Linked DNA regions of Sus scrofa: region 2 is linked to region 1. A link is a contact called in public targeted proximity ligation data. All regions are on one chromosome and are shown on one strand. The core of a region is the stretch at or near the end of the contact, and the rest is flanking DNA. Distances in the headings are between cores, read along the strand shown. Region 1 has its middle 14 kb from the start of GKN3. Region 2 overlaps ARHGAP25 (rho GTPase-activating protein 25).

Region 1 (6,927 bases), core at 4,291-6,790:
AGAATTCAACAAATGGGATTGGAAAAACTGACTGTCCATTAAAACCTGAGTCACACATTCATAAAACTTAATACTAAAGCAATTTTAGATTGAAATTTCATATAGTATTAAATCATATAGTATTAAAGGAAAATGTTTGAGGAGTAACTTTTATTTATTTATTTATTTATTTATTTATTTATTTATTTTCAGGGCTGCACCTGCGGCATATAGATTTTCCCAGGCTAGGGGTCGAATTGGAGTTATAACTGCTGGCGTACGCCACAGCCACAGCAATGCCAGATCGGAACCGCATCTTCAACCTACACCAGAGCTCACAGAAATGCCAGATCCTCAACCCACAGAGCGAGGCAAGGGAATCAAACCCACATCCTCATGGATACTAGTTGGATTTACTTCTGCTGAGCCACAATGGGAATTCCCTGAAGAGTAACTTTTAAACAAAAAACATTTTTTTTTTCTTTTTAGGGCTTATGGAAGTTCCTGGGCTGAGTGTAGAATTGGATCTGCAGCTGCTGGTCTATGTTGCAGCCACAGTAATGCCAAATACTTAGCCCAGTGATAAAAGCCAGGATCAAATCTACATCCTTACACACACTATATCAGGTTCTTAACCCACTGAGCCACAACTGCAACTCCTGAACAAATTTTTTAAAGTCCAACAAAATTTAGCCATAGCCGAAGTGATTGATAAATTGATTGCATCTGCATTTAAAAAACTGTGTTCAATAAAAGAAAATAAATAAGGCTAAATAAGTGAAACTCTGAGAGAAGAATTTTGGAATAGATGAGTAGTATACAAAGAAACTCCTATAAATTTATTTTTAAATGACTCAGTAGAAAAGAAGTAAAGTATAAAAATAGGCAAGTCACAAAATAAAAGCAAGTGGTCATTATACTTATGAAAATACATAAATATTCAGTTAATAATAGAGAAATGCAAAGTAAAAAATTATCATGTCATTTTCACCAATTTGGCTGGCAAAAATTGCAAACATTTTTCTAAAACTGTCAGAGTGTAGGAAAAGTACACTCATTTTCTGCTGGTGAATAGTGTAATTATTCAATAAACTGTTATATCTCTACTGAGCACAAACAGAAAAAGGTAAAGGAGATCTCAGGGCATGACAATACAATCTCTGGACATGTTGAATGAAAATCACATTGAAACAAACTACATACAGTACAATACTATTTATGTGAACCATAGAAACACTATTGATTTTCTATGGATGTCCGTGGGCACGTGGGGTATGTGCAGGCAGGCACGCACAGACAAAAACTCCCATCAGGAGTTTACCCAAAAGAACATGATGGTTACTGTAGGAGAGGAGATGGGGATTGAGATCCTGGGCAAAAAGGACTTTAGCCTTAACTTTCAGGTTTTAATAGGATGCATTACTTGTGTAACTAGAGACTTATTCAAAGAAGACACCAATTAATGGGACAGGGGGTATTTTCCAAAGATGGTTGCAACATGTCCAATCCCTCCTGCTCTTGGCAATGTGACCTTGCCACCCACACCCTCATCAGCTTTCAAATATCAGAGCTGGCATCCAAAGCCAGATAGTCTAGATAACATCCCAGCCAAGTCTGTGAATACTATCCAACACTGATCTGACGAATTAACCCACAACAGTCCAGCAATGTACTGCTGCTAAAACCCCATTTTACAGAAGAGAAGCTGAGGCTCATACAAGAATTATAACTAGCAGGGAACTAGAAAGAAAGAAAGAGAAAAGAGAGAAAGGGAGGGAGGGAGGAAGAGAGAAACAAAGAAATCTTTTGGGAAAATAGTCAATCGTCTCATCATAATCAAGGAAATAAAACTAAAACAAAGATAAGATGTGATGCCATACTAAAATCATTAAACTTAAAAAAATAGTATTTATTGCCATAAAATGTATACCCTAGTACATTGGGGGGAAGGTGCAAATGAACAGGATACTTTGGAAAGCAATTTGGCAGTGTGTATCCTGAATCAGAAAGTTTTTCAAACGTTTTGATTTCCATCTACTTCTGGGAGTTTATCTTATAGAAATAATACAAAAGAATAAAAATATTTTCATACCAAGACGGTCATTGCAACTTTATGCATATAATTAGGGGGATAAAATACCTTTTGGATTTTGGATTTGTGTATCTTCCACTTCCCCTTCCTTTTTTTTTTTTTTTTTTTTTTTTGTCTTTTTGCCTTTTCTAGGGCCATTCCCGCTGCATATGGAGGTTCCCAGACTAGGGGTCTAATCGGAGCTGTAGCCACTGGCCTACGCTAGAGCCACAGCAACTTGGGATCCAAGCCACGTCTGCAACCTACACCACAGCTCATGGCAACGCCAGATGGTTAACCCACTGAGCAAGACCAGGGACCGAACCTGCAACCTCATGGTTCCTAGACGGATTCGTTAACCACTGCGCCACTACGGGAACTCCCCCCTCCTTTTTTTTTAAACATTTTTAAATGATTAATCGAAATATATAATTATAAAAAAATTAGGACACCACCCACATTTATTTATGGACTTGTGTTTTTAGCGTCCCATGGGAAATACCCAGAGAGATTATGCAAGAAAAATCATAGTTTTGGGAGAGTGTTGGGGTCAACTTTATTTTCAAGATGGTTAGTAATGTTCTCATCCTGTTTAAAGATTTATTTGTAAAAGGACAAAACTGTTAGAATGCTTGTCTGCCTGCCTGCAGCCTATGGAAGTTCCCAGACTAGAGGTCAAATGGAGCTGCAGCTGCCGGCCTCCACCACAGCCGCAGCAACACAGGATCCAAGCCACGTCTGCGACACACACCATAGCTCAGGGCAACACCAGATCCTTAGCCCACTGAGCAGAGCCAGGGATCAAACCTGCATCCTCATGGATACCAGTTGGGTTCATAACCGGCTGGCTGAACCATAATGGGAGCTCACCAATATCTTTTTCGTAAATCATAGTCTTTTCCTTAAAGAGTCTGGGGCAGAAGACCCTACCCTACAACCTGGTCCAGGATGGGTTTCCTCCTGCTCCCTGGATATGATGACAGTTGGTGGTAAAACACCAGGCCATCCAGGAGCACATGGGGACTGCTCTTGTGTCCAGGGCGGGGAGTCGGGCCTGGAACGTCCAAGGTCCCAGCCCTGCGTGCTTGGCATTCTTCCTCATCCAGGCCTGTCCGCTGGCAGCTGGGGCCCTTGACAGTTGGTTCATCTGCAGTGCAGTTTAAAGCCAAAGACTGCAATTGCATTATTCTCTTATCTAGATTGGGGATTTGCACCTCTCTTGATTTGATGTAGAAAATGGCTCAGAAATCCCCCTTGACAAGCTCTCTCTTTATCAGGAAAGCACTCCGGTCTCACCCACTTAGCAATTCACAGTAAGTGCCTGTATGAGCTGAAATTAGGTAGGTCCCCATCTGCGCTCTCTGTTCAACCCCAAGAGGCAGCGTAGCAAGAACCCAAGCCTGGCCCCCCTCAGCCCCTCTCCTAAAGGCCCAAGGGCCTGGAATGAACCTGGAATGAAGCTCATACAACCCACACCCTTTCAAGAACACCTATTACCGGGAAATAACGTTTCTTCACATTCACTCCTACTGGCCTCCAGTTCATTCTTCACAGAGAATTAGAAAATATTCCTAGTGAATATATAGCACAGGGAAGTATATCCAGTCTCTTGGAAATAGACCATGATGGAAGATAATATGAGAAAAAGAATATATATATATATATATATATAGACATATGTACATATATACATGATTTGGTCACTTTGCTATACAGCAGAAATCAGCACAACATTGTAAATCAACTGTAATTTTTTTAAATGGCAAAACCCCCACAAACTTAAAAAAAAAAAAAGAGAGGCATTCTGGTAGCTTCCCATCACTCAGACAATAGAAAACATCCAGGCCCAGGCTCCACGGCTCACCCCATCTGGCCACTGCCACCTTTCCTACAGAGCGTTGGCGCTTGTCCCAGCTTCTGCTGGGGACACTCTCTCTTCCCTCTTCTAGAGTGACCCCGCATCCTGGTTTGCCTGGCACTTTCCTTTTAACACTGAAGAAACCTCTTTGTCCCCAGCAGACCAGTGGGTCAGGCTGCCTCCCCACCCAACCCCGCTCTCCTACAACTGGCCACACCCATGCTTCGGGAAGGTCATAGCCCCAAAGTCCCTTTTCAGCAAAGACTGACCCCTCCCCCACCACTCCCCTTGCATCTGCACTGGGTCCTCATTGCTCTTCTCTCCAGAGACACTCTTTTTTGGTTGAGGGCCCTTATGGTAATGAGTTACTGCTTCATTCACATCAATTCTTGAGGACATAGATGTTATGCATTGTGTTATGGGCAGGGGATAAAGCAGTAAACAAAGCAGACAGGAGTCCCTAGCTTCAAAGAGCTTACATCCTAGTAGAAGAAATGGCATGATTTTTATAGGCAGACTATATAGTGTGATCTGTGTAACAGAGAAAGAGAAAACAAGGGGGACAGAGAATGTCAGGGGTGGAGTCTGCAGTCTTAGGCAGAGTGTCCAGGGAAGGTCCGATGGAGGTTACATCTTGACCTCAAAAGATGAGGAAGCAGGAGTTCCTGTTGTGCGCTCAGCAGGTTAAGGACTCAGCATTGTTTCCACGAAGATGCAGGTTTGATCTCTGGCCTTGCTCAGTGGGTTAAGGATTTGGAGTTGCTTCAAACTGCAGCATAGGTCACAGATGCAGCTCAGATCAGGTATTGCTGTGGCTGTGGCACAGGCCCCAGCTGCTACTCTGATTCAGCCCCTGGCCCAGGAACTTCCATAATCCACAGGGGCAACCCTAAAAAGAAAAAGAGAGAGAGAAAGAGAGAGGGGGAAAAAAATGAGGAAACAAAAGTAGACTTCTTGTGGTAAAAGTTCCAGACAAATGCAACAGAACATTCAAAGTCCCTGAGCAAAGATAGTAAGAAACCCAAGTGGCTGGAGTTGAGAGGTAAGAGAGAAGCTGCAGAGAGGAAACAGAGGTTGGACCCTGTGGGGCCCAGGAGGTTCCTGAAACTCATGTGGCTTTTACACTGAACAAGATAGAAAGCTACAGCTGAGTTTTGACAAGGGAAAAACATGATCTGCCTTAGAAGTGAAGAGGGATGCTCCGACAAACACTTGTTAGGAGAATTTCAAAGATTCTGGGGTGGGTTAAACAAGGGTAGTAGTTTCAGTGTTGATGAGAAGCTCTTTAATCCTGTGTATATATTGAAGGTAGAGCTAGAAAGGTTTTCTGCTAAACTGAGTATGGTGAGAAGAAAGGAAGAGTCAGGATGGTTCCAATGACATTGACCTTAGCGAGTAGAAGTATGGTGGTTCCATTTGCTGAGACGGGAAAGGCCGTAGGCAGAAGGTTTGTGGGGACAGAACAACTGAAGTGCAGTTAGGAACATGTTGACCTCTAGATGATCAGATATTAATCAAGCAGAATTAGAGTCTGGAGGTCGAGAGAGAGAGAGAGGGAGGGAGAGAGAGAGAGAGTTGGGCTGGACACACACTGGGAAGTTATTAGAGTAGAGACTCTTTAAAACCATACCACTGTGGTTGGAATGACTAAGTGAGCTAAATATACACAGAAAAGAGGAAAGGTCCAAGGACTAAGTCTAGGACTGTCCTCAAAATGTTGGGGAACTGAAAGCGAGAAGGATGGTTGGAAATCATGGAACAAAGCCAGGCCCATGGAGGGGAAATAGGGGGCTCAACCAGGTCAGATCTGCTGGTTTGTTGAGTAAGAGGAGGACTCAGACCTTTGTCTTCGGTTTGTCAAGGTCATTAGGTAATGCCTTTGGGGCTAAGCCTGATGAGAGGGGCTCATGGAAGTAGGCAGAAGCAGCATGGACCTCTTTTTCAAGGCATTTTGTTCTAAAAGGGAGGAGAGAAAAGGACTAGGACTTTTCTCTAGGAGTGGGAGGTGATTGCAAGAGAGTCATTTCTTTCTCTCTCTCTCTTTTTTTTTTTTTTTTTTACAGTTTCTGTCATTTTATTTTGTTTGAATGTGGGAGGTATAACAGAGTGTATTTTTGCTTATAGGAATAGTCCAGAAGAGAAGCAAAAAATGGATGATATAGGGAAGAAACATTTATAAGAGCTAGAGAGACGTGCATAAGTGGGAGTGAAGAACTGCTTTCTGGAACCAACGCAGAGGTGGACTTTAGCTGCTGTGGACAAAGAATGACACCTGCCATTTCAATGGACAAAGGATGATGTGGCTATCAAGCCAGCAGCCACTGCAGCCACTGCAGCCAAACAGTGGTGCACCCTGAGGGGATTCTGGGGTGGAGGAAAACAGGATAGCAGCCCTAGGTAGTTAAGATGCATATCAAAGGAATAATTTCAACAAGCCTAGTCATGGGGGAGGAGTAGATGACAGACAAGTTTATGTACCAAATTCCTATCTCCATAAATGTGAGCGTCTTATCATCAAACAAAGACTGGTTGTTTCTAGCTTACCACTGTATTCCTAGCACCTAAAATGATGTCTAACACCCAGTGGAAACAATAAGTATTTGTTGGATAAATGATCAATTGAATGAATGGATGGGTATGTTCAATGCCATACCATCCACTAGGCAGTCAGCTCTATGAGGTCAAGGACAATGTCTAACTTGTTCATTTCTGTCTGCTCAGTACTATGACAGTGCCTAGTGCATGTAGGTGTTCAAATATATTTGTTAAAATGAAATGAATTGAATCAATTTGAAAGGCAAGAAAAACAAACCCAGTAAACAGAAGCTGGTTACATCATAAAAGATACTGAGCAGGCGTGTAGGACCTATGCACTCTAGCCAGAGGGGAGAGGGGACAAATTAAGATCTGGTATGATTATAATCCAGTCAAATGCCAGGTTCAAGTTCAGGGTGAGCAGATATTACATTTCTAAATCTATCTAAGCTAAAGGAATGGACAGGAGTATGGCAGCATCAGA
Region 2 (6,001 bases), core at 2,155-4,654, 130 kb before region 1:
CAAATATCCCTTTCCGAAAGAGCACACTACGATCAGGAAGTTAAACAGTTCTTTGAAAAGGACCTCTCGCTTTTGAATGCTGCTTTCCATCCTTAAGTGTCCTCTTGTAAAACTCGGGCATTTGTGTAAGTGTGCACTGGTCCAAAGTCTTGGCAGAAAGTGTGAGCAGGGCTGAAACCCAGCTGATGCTCCTCTCATGAAGCTGTCACCCTGGTGGGTGGCTGCATCCATCTACCCAGTGTCTCCATCTGCACCTCGAGGACGGCAGGGGTGTGAGATGGGCCAGCACTGGCCCTGGATCTTTGCTTGGCACAGTATGAGAGCCTCTTTCCTTTCACTCTCCTTCAAGGCAACAGCCCCTGCTCCATCACCAAACTCTCAGGGATTGTGGATTTTCTTGCTGAGCTGCTTTTCTCCCATACCTAGTAAACCTAGTGCAAGTGTCCTGTAGAGTCTGGAGGAGAACAGTAACCCTTGTTCTGCATCTAAGGGCCTCCAGTTAAAAATGTCTCCCTCAATGCTAGTCTCCTCTGGACTCAGCCTTTTCTGTGATTTCTTTGACTCAGTCTATTTTGTTACTTTGCAGATCAGAGATTCTCATGCCCTGACTTTCATTTGCACCTCCTCTTTCCCCCGTAACCTCTTTCTGAACCTGCCACCGAACACAAGTCTGTGCACCCAATGCACAGTGAGGCCAAGCAATACCAAAGTGTTGGAGTTTGGAGCAGAGAAAGGTTTATTGCAGGGACATGCAAGGAGATGAGTGGCTCATGCCTGAAAAAGCCTGAGCTCTTTGAAGGCTTTCAGCAAAGCCCTCTTAAAGGCAAGGTGAGGGAGGGGCGTGGTTAGTTATTGCCTATTTCGTGGTGTCAGATCCTTTGTTCTTGTATCTGTCCGCAGTGAGGGTCAGGTCACACTCAGGTCATGATGTTCTTGTTTTTCTGTGGTCAGGTCAGGACAGGCTCTCCTGTATATTTCAAGCTACAGTAAATATTCCTTTACCAAAGGTGCAGAGCAGGACTAAGCACAGGCAACAGAGCACAAAGGTTAGAGTAAGGTTAAAATAACAGCAACAGATCGAATATGAAGTCAGATTTGTTCTTCCCTATTACAAATGCACAGGCTTCACCGGTCAAAAACCTAGAACTCTGGGGAAGTTGAAATCTCTCAGCCCACCCTCATATTTCGTCACACCCAGTACAGGACTGTTCCAACCGCACCATGTTCTTTGCTTTCTGCTCAGCTCTATGGATGGGTCTCCCATGCCTATGAGCCACTGGGGCAGGGTTGCATCTGCTTGATCGTATGTCCCAGATCCAGTCACTGTTCCCAGTGTGTGTCAAGTGCTTGACCAATGTGTGTCCAGTGAATGGATGAAGAAGGCTCCCTCACCTGAGCCACTCCAAACTCAGACCTCATATATGCCTCTGTTTGGCCAGCTGTGGAGGGCTGGTGATCTGCCTCATCCCTGCCTCTCCTACACTCTCCTTTTCCACTGCCACTCTTTTAATTCAGGCCTCTTGATTCACACCTGGAACATTGTACCCTCTCCAGCTACTCCTCCCTTTTTCCTTTCCTCCCTCTCTCTCCCTCCTTTCATCTCCTCTTTCTTTACTCTCAGTTGGCATGAAATTGAATCCATACTATGATATTAGTGCTAATGATAATAGCCTCCATTTAATACCTATATTTTAAGAAGTGGACACTGGCTGGAGCCTGTCCATTTATCATTATTAATCCATATGGACTGGCCAGCCCATGAGATACATATTATTATCATAATTTCTCAGAGGAGGAACCTGACCCTCAGAGATAGAACCTGATCCACCCAAGGCTGCCTGTGTGCCTTCTGCTCCCTCACCCTGCCTTCTCTTTGTCGGCGCTGTGTCAGGTGCTACGGATGTAGGGATGAACAAAGCTAAGCAGGAAGGCAGAGCCCTTGTCTTCTTAGACTTCAAGTGGAGAGAGAAGTAGAGTCAGAAAAGAACCAGGAGGGATGAGAAGTGCTTTGAAGGACATGTGTCCCTAGTTAAGTGGGAACAGAGCCCAGGGAGTGACTCAGTCTGGCTGGGCTGAGAAGACTTCTTATAGGAGGTGTGACCTGAAGTTGAGTCTTAAAGGATGAACAAGAACTTTCCAAGAGGTTGAGCTGGGGGTTGGGCGGGGATGAATGGGGGATAGTATTCCAGTAAAGGGAACAGCATATTGTCATGGATGAAGTGCAGGATGGGTAGGGAGGAAAAACAGGAAATGCAGTAGGAAAATCGTAAAGGATTCTGAACCCCACGGTAGGGGGTTTAGCCTTCATCTTTTAGGATGAAGATGTTGGAGGGTCCTCAAAGGCTTTGAGGTTGAAGAGTAACATGATCGGATTTGTGTTTCAAAAAGGACCATGTCATGGGGTTCCCGTCGTGGCGCAGTGATTAATGAATCTGACTAGGAACTATGAGGTTGTGGGTTCGATCCCTGGCCTTGCTCAGCGGGTTAAGGATCCGGTGTTGCTGTGAGCTGTGGTGTAGGTCGCAGACGCGGCTCAGATCCCGCATTGCTGTGGCTCTGGCTCAGGCTGGCAGCTGTAGCTCTGATTTGATCCCTAGCCTGGGAACCTCCATATGCCATGAGTGTGGCCCTAGAAAAACACAAAAAGACAAAAAAAAAGAAAGGACCATGTTATAAACAATGTCATCACTGGACTGGAGGTGGAACTAGTAGGAGGGAGACAGGTCAGGGAATTATTGCAGAAATCCAGGGAGAGGATAGGTGAACCCCAAATCAGGTGGGGGTAGAGAGGAGGGATTAGAGAGAAAGAGAGCTATTGATTGTGATGAATGTTGATTGGCTGGGAAGATGTCATTCATAACAAACTATAGAAAAGCAGGCTTGGGTGTGTTTGTGGCACAAGGCAGAGAGGTAGGGAGACAGAGGGGGTAAGTTCAACTAGCAACACGTGACCTTAAGAAGCCCAAGGAGGTACTTGTAGGCAGTTGGATAGATGAGTCTACAGCCCCAGAGAGGGTTTCTTGGAGGACACGGTGTAAATTCTATTCCTTTTTCAGATTTATTTAAACAAATGCGCTACTCAGAGAGACATATCGAGAAAATACCTTCAGTAGTCTCCAGCCCTGACTGAACTATGATCATCTCACCCACACATTCAGAGCCTCCCAGACAGACTCTAAACAGATTCAGAGTCGAGAGCAGATGGAAGAAATATCTCAGAAGTAGACTTCAGAACATTTTGTGATTGATTATTTGGGGGTGCCGAGGGTCAGAAAATGAGAAGATGAAGAAAGTAAGTGATAATGCCTCCCAAGCTGACTTCACTGTTTCTACATCCTCTTTTGGTTTTCTCTGCTCTAACTTGTGGCAAAAAGCAGCAGAAACAGTACTCCTGCGAATATGGCACTTCCTCCACATCTCCTTTTTTTTTTTTTTTTTTTTAACAGTGCCCTCTCTCACTTGCCACTACAGTGTAGCCAGCACTGTTTAATGACATAACTGTCTCTATTTGATCACGGACCTTTCTTGCTTCGCTACCTGAGGTGGCTCCCTATTCCCTCTCAGATCAAGGTTGAACTTCTCACTCTGCCACCTGAAGCCATCTCCTCTCTGGACCCTCCAGCTTGATTCCTCTGATGAAAGACCACCCCACCTTTATGCCCATTTTGTCTCACACTTTGTAATGGTAATGCTCAGCTTCCTGAAAGTGCTGTCCAATAGAAATTTCTGTGAAAATGGAAATATTCTCTCTCTCTGGGTTGTCTATTACTGTAGCCATGAGCCACATGGGCTAGTGAGCCCTTGAGAGGTGGCTGGTGTGACCGAGGCACTGAATTTAATTTAATTCATTTTCATGCACACAGGCAGTCACAGCAAGCACTGGACAATGCAGGGGGCTTGTTCTTCCTCTGTCTATGAGATTAAGGCTGGGTTCCCCCCTTCCCCAGAGTGTTCTCTAAATGTTAAATGCCTGCCTTCTGACTACCCACCTTGTCTGGCTGGTCTGCCCACGCGGCCCTCCTCTCCAGCCCAGCTCCTCCCCAAAGGGCTGGAAGCGTGCGCTCCACGTGTGATGACTGGCTCGCAAGAAAGCTCATGGTTATGATTTTCATTATGAAAAATCAGCCCTATAAATAGTGACAGATTTCTTTGTTTACTTTATCCGGGGACAAGTCCCACCCGCAGAGAAGAGTGACCTTTCAAAGGAACTAATCAAGAAAGTTAGTCAAAACCAAGTCTGACTCAGGGGCCCACCAGACTTTCTTTCCTGATGTTTGAATCATCTCATAATTGGGTTGGCTGCTGAGCAGTGCTGAGGGCTGGGGTGGGATGGCTCAGATATGGGGCAGGAGGATCCTCTGTTTCATCACTGTCTCAGCAGAGACCCAGCTGTCATTTCCCCAGGGTTCGAGTCTGATTCCAGCACTAAGAGTTGGTACCAAGCCTTCCCTCAGGCAGCATGCCTGTAATCACATCGTGTACGGTGGATGTGTGGGTGAATGGTACCACCTCAGAAATGTAAAAGATGATTAGCTCAGACCTTGATCACATGCGTGCAGACAAAGTGGTTGCTCACTTGTCACAAGGACATCGACTCCTCTTGGCCAAGTCTGCGAACATAAGATTGTCATCCACTCCTGCCTTTGCCATGCCATTCTGCAATGCACAGATGCTCCTAGGGGCCGGTCTTGGGTTTTGCATGTTTGTTTTTGTTGTTGTTTTTGCCACTACAGAGCATAACATTTTCCCATAGCTAATCGCAGACTAAAATCCCAGCAGCTGAGTTCTTCTGTGCTGAATTAATTCTCTTCAGTCTATACTGGCTTTTTTGCTCCTGCTCCCCTGGCCTGATTTCTTCAAGGCTGTTGGAGCCCTTCAGTTTCTCCTATTTCCCAGAGTAATCCGAACGACTGCTGTGGGACTCTGGGGGTAGGCTGAGTGTGGGGGGATGCTGAGTCCTCAGAGCTATCAGCTGGCACCCATCTGCTTTTCTTTTTTCCTGGGCTGGCTGCCTTTGGTGGCCTCACCCTAGAAGCCATGGGAAGGCTCCTCATCATGCACTTGCCAGGAGGGGAGCCCTCCTTCCCAAGTCTGTTGTTGCTTCAGCTGGTGGTCACAGAAGTCACACTGGGCTGAGCCACACAAAGGCTACTGAGATGGGGGTGGGGAACAGAGAATCCCCGTGCATCTCCTAGAATCCTTCAGTCTTCCATCTGCTTCCTAAATTCTGCATGTGAACTATTCTTTTCATCTCTGCCTACTCTCTGCCCTCTTTCAAGTACAGAGACTAGTCTTCCGATGTTACAGTCTCTGACCTAGAGAGACATAGAGTTGTGTATAGTTCTTCAGATTCCCTCCTCCCCACTGTATTCCTGCCCAAATCCTCTTCTGGTTTCTTTGGATCATTTAAACAGCCTTAGAGTAAGTGATCAGTTCCAGAGTGGCTGTTTTGAGTTATAGATGGAAGGCCTTGAAGATAGCAGTGAACTGAGATGCAAGACCAAAGATAAAATTCTTAACTGATGTGCCATGACACAGCGGTATAAAGCAATCTTTCTGCTAGCATGCTGCTAAATAGTCATCAAGATGTCAAGTTCCTTTTTACTGTAAAGGAGTATGTGCACTGTTATGATGTCTGTCCAATAGGAGGTTGGATCAAGTGTGTCTTGTACCCTGGTATACAAGGCAGTATGACTTCTCTAGTCCCTGGTAGGAGGCGAGGGGTGACCACAAGCTAGCATCTGGGAATGAGGGTATATAACAGACCCCTTGGGAGGGTCAAGGGAGCCCCGTTAGAGCAGATTCCACTTTAGACAGCAATGCAGGATGAAACATATAAATTGGGTGATAACTCTGGATACAATTAGAGTCAGTGGAAGACAGACTCTGTACAGCTGTATAAAATTCTAGTATCTGAAAGCATGCCATGAGTATACATAAAAGTTGAAGGAGTTCCCTCTGTGGTGCAGTAGGTTAGGAAGCCAAATGCAGTGGCTCGAGT

What was found.
Region 2: a targeted proximity ligation map of alveolar macrophages shows a contact between it and region 1. A contact is called at or near these places in 3 of 47 Hi-C or Micro-C datasets (alveolar macrophages, fetal skeletal muscle and retroperitoneal adipose tissue) and 2 of 2 datasets of targeted methods (alveolar macrophages and skeletal muscle).

The regions. Positions count from the first base shown.
Region 1 is chr3:73,478,939-73,485,865 of Sscrofa11.1, reverse strand. No RefSeq gene overlaps it. Among named protein-coding and RNA genes, the nearest start is that of GKN3, 14 kb to the right of the region's middle.
Region 2 is chr3:73,609,229-73,615,229 of Sscrofa11.1, reverse strand. All of the region lies in intron 1 of ARHGAP25 (rho GTPase-activating protein 25), which reads left to right. Among named protein-coding and RNA genes, the nearest start is that of ARHGAP25, 38 kb to the left of the region's middle.